Linked DNA regions of Rattus norvegicus: all the other regions are linked to region 3. Evidence: chromatin contacts called from public Hi-C data. All regions are on one chromosome and are shown on one strand. The core of a region is the stretch at or near the end of the contact, and the rest is flanking DNA. Distances in the headings are between cores, read along the strand shown.

Region 1 (3,759 bases), core at 933-3,432, 190 kb after region 3:
TGAGTGGCTCTGTTATCTTTTCATTCCTGTAAAGCCCAAGGCTGCAAAACGAAGAAAGCTCTGTCAAATGCAGGCAGCGTCAGAGCAACCAAGTGAGTTTTCTTCTGCATGAACCAAGGTTTCTGAGTGCGCGTGTCTGTGTGCGATAGACAACCTTGTTTCTCAGGTACCATCCCTTTCCTCTTCCTCTCTGTCTCTGTCTCTAACACACACACACACACACACACACACACACACTCACACACACACAGTACACTCGCGCACACACACGCACACTCGCGCACACACACGCACACTCACACACACATACACACACACACACACACACACACACACACACACACACACACGCACATTTAGTTACCATTCAATGTGCACTGGTATTTTGCCTAGATGTATGTTTATATGAAGACATCAGATCCCCTGGAACTGGAGTTACAGATGGTTGTGAGCTGCCCTGTGGGTGGTGGGAATTGAACCAGGGTCCCCTGGAAGAACAGCCAGTGCTCTTAACCACTAAACCCCACTCTTGTATCTTTCAAGGCGAAGTCTCTCAGTAGTCAACCATTAGGCTAGGTCGTGTGGCCAGCGAGCCCCAAGGATCCCCATGCCCTACCTCTCCAATGCTGGCATTACAAATGAGGCCACCAGGCTGGTTTTTAGGTGGCTTGCGGTTCCAATCTTTTAAGGCACAGACTTTACCAAAGGAACTATCAATCCAGTCTCCAAGAAGATCTCTTCCCCACTCCTTTCTTCCTCCCCCCACCCTCTCTCTCCAGGACTTCTTCATTATGTCTATCTGTCTGTCTGTCTGTCTGTCTGTCTGTCCTGGAACTCCCTATGCAGATCAGAATTGCTCACAGAGATCTACCTACCTATCTCACAGCACGAACCCTCCTGCCTAACTCTCAGGGTGGTTTCTTTTTTTTTTTTTTTTTTGGAGCTGGGGACCGAACCCAGGGCCTTGCGTTTGCTAGGCAAGCGCTCTACCACTGAGCTAAATCCCCAACCCCCTCAGTGGTTTCTTATAGGTACAGAGAGCAAGCTGAGCTAGGAGTGGCTCAGGGTGACCTGGATAAAACACTCAGTGGTTTCTGTCCCCTGGAGGAGGCTCAGAAGGGAGAGAGAAGCAGGTGTCTCAGCTGCCGGTTAAAGCAGGCTTTGTAAGGGACATTCATGGACAAATATCGCCCTCTTGTGGTTGAGAGCAGCATTGCCCAGAAGAGCAAGACGGCCTGCTGATAAAAACAGGCAAGGGGTCTTTTCTAGGAATCCCATGGCAGGGCTGTATGGCTCTAACGGCTGGAGAATTGTCTTTTAAGAGTGGTCAATGGGGAAAATATATAAACATACACATGCACATTCATTTAGTCAGCAAGTGTTCCACAGGTAATCAAATGTCACCCATGACTCTTGTAGATAGCAATCTAAAGTTTTCTCACACTAATGTTTTTACTTTTGCTAACGACAGGGAAAATGTAATACAAAAGTTAAAAAGAACAAAAATGGGCCGGTGAGATGGCTCATCGAGTAAAGATGCTTGCTGTGAACAGTCTGACAACCTGAGTTTGATCCCAGGGCCCACAGTAGAAATAGCCAACTCAGGAAAGCTGGCATATGCAAGCCTGCAGACACACACACACACACACACACACACACACACCTCCCAAACATACAGCAATAAGAAGAGGGGTGCCCAGGGCTGCTGCAGTGAGCCGATGCAGACAGTGAACCACCATTCTAGTAGTTTCCAGTTTCCTTCCACACCAGGCTGGTCACAAAGCTTCATGGAGGTTGGGACTCCTAGTCCTCTTTGGTTAGTTCCTTGGGTCCCTTCACCTCACACACCTGTTCAGGGGAAGGGAGGCCTTTACTATATGGTCTCTGTGAGTTCCAGGACAGCCAGGGCTACAGAGAAATCCTGTCCCCGCAAAAAGAAAAAAAAAGTGCCATTGCAAAAATGTGTGTGTGTGTGTGTGTGTGTGTGTGTGTGAGAGAGAGAGAGAGAGAGAGAGAGAGAGAAAGAGAGAGAGAGAGAGAGAGAGAGAGAGAGAGACAGAGACAGAGAGACAGAGACATATAAAAACACATAAACAAGGGCTAAATCGAAACAGGCTTGCCCAAGCTCAGCTGTACACCGAGACTCAGTCTAGATTAGGAAGGTGAGTCAGAGTCTCATCACGCCTGCAGGAGCCTGGAGCCAAGGCCAGGCTTCCACACCCAACCCATGCTAGCCTCGATCAGCGTATCAGCATGGTCATTCAGAGGCCATCTTCTTGGATCAAAGGGCTTGAGTCAAACTTCCATCTACGTGGCCTAGCAGTGGCACAGGGCCAGTACTACAAGGGACAGGGACTTCTGATGCTTGGAGTCCTGTCACCCGAGGTCTCGGGTCTATGGCATCTCCCATGCAACTGAGTCCTTAGGGGAATCGTTGGCTTCTTCTCTTCTCTTCTCTCCTCTCCCCTCCCAGCCTCTGCCCTCCCCTCTCCTACTCTCCCCTGCTCTCTTCTCCTCTCTTCTCTTCTCATTATTTGGCCCAGGCAGGCCTTGAACTTGTGGTCTTCCTACTTCAGTTGTCTTGAGTTCTGTGATTACAAGTGTATGCCATCATGCCTGGCTTCCAGTAATCTTTTTCTCTCTCTTCCTCCTCCTCCTCCTTCTTCTTCTGCTCCTCCTCCTTCTTCCTCCTCCTTCCTCCCTTCCTCCTCCTCTTTCGTTTCCTTCAGAGTCACACTATGCCACTCACACTTGAACTCACAGAGATCTACCTTCCTCTGTCTCCCATGTGCTGGGACTGCAAGAGTGCACAGCGCCCAGCTCTGCGCGTCCAGCACTGGCTATGGTCTCTCTCTGAAAGCCTCCTGTGGAATAGGTGCAGCTTCGGGTCAAGCCTATGATGAACCTGGAAGACTGCAGACTCCGAGTGGGGTGTTCCAGGGACTGATCACAACGTGGGATTTCCACGTGATAGCACCTGTGGCTTACTCCCAGGTGTGGTTTTCTCCCGGGTCAGAGAGCAGTAGGGGGAGAAGACTTCCCACACTCTGTGGAATTACTGAGGTGTCCTCACATTCTGAATGAGCCATCCCTGGCTTATGCTGCTGTTTTTAGATCTATTTTTATATGTTATGTGTGTGGGTAGGCAGGCCACATGAGTGCTGGTGTTTGAGAAAACCAGAGGAGGGCATCAGAGTGGCTGTGAGCTGCTCAAAGTGGGTGCTAGAAACCAAATTCAGGGTCTCTGCAAGAACAGGAAGTGCTCTGCACGGCCAAACCATCTATCTCTCCAGCACCTCGTGGTGCTACACTGAAGGCTGTGGAGTTTTTAGTGGGAAGGGCCCAGTCTGTGGAAGTAGGTTACTCTGGGCAGGCCTTCGAGGATTATCCTCACATCTGGTCCCCGTCTATTCTGTCCCTTCCTTATCTGCCACTATGTGAGAAGTCTTTGCCACACACTCCTGCTGCTGTGAGCACCGCTGTGTCCTTCCTGGTATGAAGGGCTGAAGCCTCAGAGCCAGTGGCTCTCAACCTTCCTAGTGCTATGACCTTTAAAACAGTTCCTCGTGGTGTGCTGACTCACCCTGGACCATAAAGTTATTCTCATCGCTACTTCATAACTGTAATTTTGCTACTGTTATGGATCATAACTTAAATATCTGTGTTTCTTGATGGTCTTAGTTGACCCCTGTGAAAGGGTCATTTGACCCAAGGGTTCACGACCCACAGGTTGAGAACTGCTGCTCTAAACCACGAGGC
Region 2 (3,563 bases), core at 202-2,701, 150 kb after region 3:
GATTCCCCTACCCACTCATCACCTGCAGCTGGGCGCCTAGAAAAGCAAGACCAGAATCTAGTGGCAGGAGCAACCAGAGAAGGTTCATGGTCATCGACTCATAGTTTTTGTAGCATGGGGAAGACTAGGACGTCTAGTGGATGCCGGCCAGAGAGGTGATGGTGTGGGCATACACATATAATCAGTTTGGGGAGCTACTGTTTGGCTTGGGTTGGTACATGTGTTGTGTATGTCTGGGGATCCCTTGGGGGAAATGACGGCAGTGGAAGGAGGGAAGTGTTGTGCAGGAGACCAAGAAAGGATCAGGAGAAGGTAGCAATTTGAGCCCAAGTTAAAGCTGCAGGCTGTAGCCATGTAAGACCATCCATCAAACAAAACAAAATAAAACAAAACAACAACAAAACACATTCTGAGTCCCAAACACACAATGCACGTCCACATAATCACTTCTCCAGCATCCATTTCAACTTCCTAGTAGCTCCCTTTTTCGTGCTAAGTCCAGAGCCCTCTGGAGTTCAGCAGGGCAGGTAGACCCCCAGACTGTAGCTGCTTGGGGAGCTACAGAGGTTGGCATTCAATGGACAAGAGAGAGTCTTGGTCTCACTCCTGCCAACTAAGCCAACCCTTCCCAGAGTGAACCACTAAGGTTCAGTCAACATCCCGTGTGCGCCTGCACTGCACGTTGCCTGGAAGCCTCGTGACCACCCGTGCACTGGCACCATGATTACTCTCAGCTTGTAGGTGGCGACTACCAAATTCATCCCATCACTTGCCTGAGGCCTAGAGCTAGCAAAGGCCTGAATCACATCTGGAAGCCTCTCTTAGCTGGTCGAGAATCACACATTAGGGAACCATGTGTAACACTCTCACCGGACTCATTTTGGGTCATGCAACACCCTTTGTTGGAGCTGTCCAGAACCAAGAGCTTCATCTGAAATCCTTGCCTCTACCCTTTCCTTGGGGATCTCTCCAACCTAAGCCCCCCAACCTCTCTCTGTCCCCTAGAGCCTCCCTCACCCCATACCAGAGAGGGCCAGCATGGACGGGAAGTCCCAGCAGTTGGAGACTCCCAGGGAGTCGGTGGCACAGCTGTACCACAGGTTCTCGAAGATGGTGTTAGTGGTGATGACGTTCCCATGGACGGTAGACACTCTCCAGTAGCTGTTTGGAAGGGTCACCCCCAGCATCAGCAGTCCCAGGGCTGACATGAAGAAACCAAAGGTCTCCACAGCTATCGACATGCTGGGATGCAGGTCCCGCAAGGGGGCTTGAGCCCCAGGGATTGGGATAGAGGTGGCTCCTCCAGGTGAGATGCTAAGGAAGACTGAGGAGGGAGAAGGTTGAAGGGAAGCTCATCCAGCTGCGGTTCTTGTCTGCTGTCTTCTGGAGGTCAGGTCTGATTGCTTCTGCCCGGTCTCTGGGAGGCTCTGCTTCCTGGCAGGTCAGAGGAATGAGCCAAGCCTGCTCCGCTCTGCAGCTGTTGGCTGTGATGGAGGGAAGAGACGGGCCAAAAGTCCACCCCCTCCCCCGGCCTCCGGCCTAGCCCAGGACTCCCCGCCCTAGGAGTGGGGAGGTTGGACTTACTGGGAGACTTATGGATACAGCCAAGGAGCAGCCCCCAAGGGAGGCATTAGGAATCCAGGGGAAGTAGCCTGTCTCTGACTCAGCTGTCACCAGGGTCAGGGAATGAAATTAGAGGGACAAAGAGTTTTAGTACCCAAAAGACCAGAGTGTCTAGAGAAGAAAACTTCCTTCCACCAGGCCCACCACAGCCTTCCACGACGAGCAACCTAGGATGCTGAAGACCCTACAGATGGGACACATAAATCTCCAGGGACCATCAAGTTTGAGTTGGGGGTGACAGGACCTCTCAGACCCTGCCAACCTGGCTCCCACTGGACTCCAGATATCATAGGGCCCTGGGCTTTAGTCTCTGGCTGTTGGCTTTGTTGACACAACCATTATTGGCTTTGGGGTTGTAATGGGAGTTGGGACCACAGATCATAGCTCCTGGGCACACTCCCATGGCTCTATCGGTTGCTTGGATTTAAATGCTGCAGGGCTGAGGTGAGGCCACCGAATACTACTTTCCTCCAAACTTCCTGAACTTGAATTGCCCCTCCGGCTGACCTTTGACTCTTCGGCACTTGAGTTTGATCTTCCTGCCAAGGGGCCAGGGGCCCAGGGTGGGGGGCTGATTATAAGTCTAAGGCATGGTTCTGGCTAATCTCTCTACCTGTCCACTTATTGGGAACCATTACCAGCTCTATTAATTATGATAACTGGAAACCTCTGGGTTCCCCACCCCAACCCTAGCCAAGCACCTGTCTGAACACACATTCCCTTCTTGGCTGCTTCCTGGTCTTGCTTGGCAAGTTGGCCCTAGGCTCCCTTTCCTGAGTGTGCGAGCCACGACTCTGCCCACTGTGGGTCCCCATCCCCTTTTTCTGAATGCAGCTTCTCCATGTTCCCCTCAGGTACCTCCTCCCACCCCTCAGCCAGCCTGCCAGGGGCTGTGGAATGACAAGAATGCAGGGAAGCCAAACAGGCCCACGCAGAGCCTGGCACAGGGGTGTGGGGTGAGCTCTGTGAGATCTCTGCCTCCCACCCCACAGGCTGGGACTGGGGTATCCTGTGCCCAACAACCCCCATCACCCCTGCCATCTCCACAGCTTCCGCTCTCACCCTACGTCATCCATGTCCCCCGAAAGGAGAAAGACGGGGCAGAGGAAGGGGAGGGGGAAGGAAGACAAAGGGAGGGAAGGGCGGAGGTTTTTGGAGGAAGCCCAGTGGGGGCCCCCTGCAGTGGAAAACTCCCAGGCAGCTGTGTGGGTCAGAGGAGACCAGAGTCATAAATCCCAGCTTGCAGTCCCTCCTGTTCACTGTTCTCTCTCATGATTCTGGGGCAGTGGAAAAGCCACGTCCTCGAGGTTCCTTGTTCCTTCGAAGTGGTTTCAGGATAGGGGAGGAAGGAAGGGTGTGGGCTGGGATGCTGGCAAAGGAACCCAGAGCCGGGTAGAGAGGGCCGCCGTGCACCTGGTGAACCTCAACTGACTCTCACACAGTTTCCGAAGCCACGGCCCAACTTTATTTACACTCATTGCAAAGCATGACTGAGGGTAAAGGACAGGTACCAGGGGATGGGGGGCTGGGGGTCATGGAGACTGTGCGGGTGCACGGTAGGGTTGCAGGAGAAAAGGAAGGCGGTGGTGAGGATGGACAGCCCCTCTTTCAGTGTCCCCCAGGCTCCCAGGCGTCCGGGGGCAGAGAGCAGGTGAGGCTGCCTTCAGGATTTGGACTTGGACACAGCCAGTCCAATGAGTCCAGCCAGGCCCGCCACACCCAGGGCCATGCCACCAACAATGGCCATGCCTACCAGTCCATCTGGAAAAGCAAAGAGGGAGACGTGAGCAGATCAGCCCCTACCCTGACCACACTCCCCTCCACAGAAGAGGGGGACCTGTATGTAGAGTCTGAGGGTTGGGGCTCCAGGGCTACCAAGACCCTTGGAAGGTAGGTTTGATAAAGGACTGTGTGTGTGTAGGGGGTGTGGGCAGTGTTCC
Region 3 (3,785 bases), core at 1,039-3,538:
AGAAGGAGATAAAGAAGGAAAGGAAAGAACAGAAAAGAAAAAGCTAGGGGGCTGGAGAGATGGCTCAGCGGTTAAGAGCACCCGACTGCTCTTCCAGAGGTCATGAGTTCAATTCCCAGCAACCACATGGTGGCTCACAACCATCTGTAATAAGACCTGATGCCCTCTTCTGGTGTGTCTGAAGACAACTACAATGTACTCACATATATAAAATAAATAAATAAATAAATAAATAAATAAATAAATAAATAAATAAATAAATAAATCTTAAAAAAAAAAAAAAAAGAAGGGGCAGGGGCAGCGAGTCTGATAAGGAACTCCTGTTCAGGGTGTGCTCCCTCTCTGAGCAGCGTCCGGCAGATCCACCCAAGGGGGCCTTCTTAGGGACACCCCCTTCTATATCTTCACCCTTTATCAGTAAATGGAATTGCTGGGTTGCCTGGAAAGGGGGTGCTGGGGTAGACAAACTGACAAGGTAAAGCTATGGCTCACAAGACTCGCACAAGGGATTAAGCCAGTTTACAATACAAGGGTCTTCTCTGGCCCCTGAAAATCACAGTCAGACTGGGAGAGCAGAATGTACTGGATCCTGTCTTTTTAAGCCTCAAGCCCGGTTCATTGCTACCTTAACGTGTTTTAAAAGTTTAACTTGATTATTAATGTGTGTGGGCACACAAGTCCCATGGGCTAGGTGTGGAGGTCAGAGAACAACTATGGGAGTTCTGGGAATTGAACTCCGGGATCCTCAGGTTTGGTGGCAAGCCCCTTTATTCACTGAGCCCTATTGCCTCACAGCTATTTTAATGCTGTCATTTGAAATACCTCAAGCTGGCAACCTTCACAGCAAAGGTTTTAACTCTGCTGGAGTCCTTTGCTTTTCAGCTGGCAAGAGACTTTAACCAGGTCTGAGTGAGGGGCTCTTGTTGTCCGGTGCTAAGAAGCCCACATCCTTTTGTTTGTTTGTTTGAGACAGGGTCTCACGTATCTCAGACTGGCTGGAACTTGCTATATATTGAGGATGACCTTGAACTCCTGATCTTCCAGCCACTGCCTCCCAAGTGCTGGGGTTACACTTAGTTTATTGGGTGTTGTGGGTGGAATCCAGGGCTTTGTGCATGCCAGGCAAGCCTTCTACCAGTGTGAGCATATGGGATGAATCCGCCCCCATGTGACCTTGTCTTTCTATGCTGTCTGGCTTCTTCAGGCCTTCCCCTTAGAGTAGTAATTTTTTTCCCTAGGCCAAAAAATTCAAAAGATGTGGGTGGTGGCACGCACCTGTAACACCAACACTCAAGAGGCTGCGACAGAAGGATCTTGAATTTGAAGCTAGCCTAAGCTGCATAAGGAGACTTTGTCTAAATAAACACATAAGAAAAGGGCCAAAAACACAGTTTTTACTTAATGTATCGCTTTTACGCCTTCATGTTGCAGAAACTTGGGAGAAAAAAAAAAAAGAGAGAGGTAGACAGATTGCCAAGGGGAACCATGTTAAGTCAGGCAGCACCTGAATGGCTTCCTGTCCTCATTTTGATTGACTACCTAGTCTGTGGCACCCAACAATGTAGTCAGTTCCTCCCTTTACCATGTCCTGTCTGCCACAGTTCACAACGTCCCCTGTGATTCTTTTTGACAGACGGGATTCAGTAGCTCCCACGGGCCTTAAACTCGCTAAGTATCTGAGGCTAGCTAGCATGGAACCTCTCTGGTCTTCCTCCAGCTCCCCAGCGCAGGAATTACAGCTGTACCCCACCACCCCAGACTGAGGATTTCAGATCTCCTTCCTCCGTCCCCCACACACCTGTTGCTCTCAGAAAGTTCTTGTTCCGGGAAAACCGCAAAGCTGTGAGACCTCCTCAAACACATCTCTAGATAGAGCCTCCTGCAGGAAGACTGCGCTAACCCCTAGACGAGATGTTCTTATCTGGGGCTCACAGCTTCAACGGTTAGCAAAGGATCCTCCAGTAGCCTCGCCCACTGGCCAATCACCCACCTGTCATTCCTTGCCACACATAAACACCCTGACCCGATAAACATGCTCAGAGAACAGATTCTTGTCTTGTTTGCAACACTGTGAATACACTGACGCCCTGCCCTGTGGCCCCCAGACTTTCCTGCTGGAGGCGGGTCTGGCCTTACAGCCGGGGCCAGAGGGGAGGGAGGGTTCCAGGGTGGGGTGGGGAGGAAGGCGGGGCTTGCGCCCCAGAGTAGCTGTCCCGGGCCGGGGACGGAAGTTACACACCACCACAGTACGATTACTTTCAGTTTTGTTTCTCTTGCTGGTAGCCAACTGCCGGAGGCAGCGGCAGCGGGTTTTCGGGGCTCCCCGGGTCCCGCTGGGAGAATCCAAGATCTGCTGTGTCTGGGTAAGGGAAGCCGGGGGAGGCGGGTAGGGGTAAGAGCCAGAACCCAGAAAGACGAGGCTTGGGGGAGGGGAGAGAGGAAAGGGGAGGGAAGTGAGAAAGCCCGGGAGAGGGAAAGGAAGGGAGGGGGGAGAGGGCAGAGGGGACCTGGAAAGCTTAAGAGGACAAGCTTGGGGCCAGGCCTATCCCTCAACCTCCCACCTTGAGTCCGGAATCCTACACTCCCTGAGTGTAGGCAGCCGCACCCCCACCCCCACTCCGAGTTTTCTCTCCCTACACTGGGGGAAAAGTAAATCTCTCTCTCTCTCCCTCTCCCTCTCCCTCTCCCTCTCCCTCTCCCTCTCCCTCTCCCTCTCCCTCTCCCTCTCCCTCTCCCTCTCCCTCCCCCTCCCCCCCTCACCCTCACCCTCACCCTCACCCTCCCTCTCCCTCTTCCTCTCTCTCTCTCTCTCCAACCCCCTCTCTCCCTTTTTAAAAGAAAAGTCTCTCTGTAGGGCAGGCTCAGCCAGAACTCACTGTTGTAGCCCCAGGCTGTCCTGAAGCTCACTTTGTAACCCAGGCTAGCCCGTGTCAGGCTCCTGAGTGCTAGGATTCCACCAACTCTCCTTATTAAGTCGCCACAGTGCTGGGGACTAGTAGTACCTTTCCTCCAAACAACTCCAGAATGCATTTGGTAGGGAATGTTAAAATCAGAGGGCTCCAGGAGTCAGTCAGGCCAGATCTTCATGACCCCAAAGTCTAGCAAAAGGAAGGAAATGAGCCCCCCCCCCCCATCCTTCATCCTGATCAGTGATTACTTTCAAAACTAGTTGGGGCAGGAAGTAGGCTCCCCTCCCTCCTTCCCAGGACACCTTCTCAGACAGATGGACAGACAAAAGACTGCGGGACGCCGTCCGACATGGAAAAGCGGGGTGCTGTCATGCACCTGACCTAGGTGTCCTTCCTGGCTGCCCCTTTGAGCCCCAGTACCCACTCATAACAGGACCCCATGACCAAGATGAACGTGGTGGACCTTGCCTGTAATGTGAGCACTCGGGAAACTGAGGCAGGGGAAGCACAAGCTTGGACCTAGACCCTAGGGGTGTGGCTGACTTGGTAGAGAACTTGCCTAGCATGCAAGAAACTCCAGGTTCCTTCCCCAGTGCTACATAAACTGGGTGTTCTGTCACACACCTGTAATCCCAGGCCTCCGGGAGCAGAGGCAGGAAGTTCAGAAAGTCGGGGTCATCCTGGGCTACTTGGCAGCTTGAAGCCAGCCTGGGCTACATGAGCTGGGAAGGGCCTGGGCTATACCTACCTTTGGCCCATCCTGGTATGTTACTAATTAGATTACTCCATCTCTGAGGCCTGGGGGCTCCCTGGTCTCATTTTCCCCATAGGCTCAGCACTTCCTACCGTGTTCGCGTGTTTATGATCCGTGAGTGA

Evidence for each region. Hi-C and Micro-C count contacts between places; a contact is called where the count stands out from the background.
Region 1: a contact with region 3 is called in a Hi-C map of the A7r5 cell line, with 5 times the contacts expected there. The contact joins the enhancer-like site here to the promoter of Trim56 in region 3. A contact is called at or near these places in 8 of 12 Hi-C or Micro-C datasets (the A7r5 cell line, the Rat2 cell line, Schwann cells and 5 more).
Region 2: a Hi-C map of the Rat2 cell line shows a contact between it and region 3, with 4 times the contacts expected there. The contact joins the promoter of Cldn15 here to the promoter of Trim56 in region 3. A contact is called at or near these places in 2 of 12 Hi-C or Micro-C datasets (the A7r5 cell line and the Rat2 cell line).

What each region holds. Positions count from the first base shown.
Region 1 is chr12:25,383,144-25,386,902 of GRCr8, forward strand. All of the region lies in intron 3 of LOC100910802 (a long non-coding RNA gene), which reads right to left. Among named protein-coding and RNA genes, the nearest start is that of Ift22, 20 kb to the right of the region's middle. Within about 2 kb of position 2,183, at least 8 of the 93 cell types and tissues checked have an H3K27ac peak or open chromatin away from gene starts, as enhancers often do. A contact at or near this core is called in the A7r5 cell line, where this site is marked.
Region 2 is chr12:25,342,174-25,345,736 of GRCr8, forward strand. It overlaps Cldn15 (claudin 15), which reads right to left and starts at 1,452. Exons shown (of 5, transcript NM_001107135.3): 1 at 1,025-1,452. The coding sequence starts at 1,241. Fis1 (fission, mitochondrial 1) reads right to left here. Exons shown (of 5, transcript NM_001401051.1): 5 at 3,066-3,384. The coding sequence ends at 3,287.
Region 3 is chr12:25,191,020-25,194,804 of GRCr8, forward strand. Trim56 (tripartite motif containing 56) reads left to right here and starts at 2,289. Exons shown (of 3, transcript NM_001399685.1): 1 at 2,289-2,363; 2 at 3,740-3,785. LOC120095911 (a long non-coding RNA gene) reads right to left here and starts at 2,207. Exons shown (of 3, transcript XR_010056732.1): 1 at 1,799-2,207.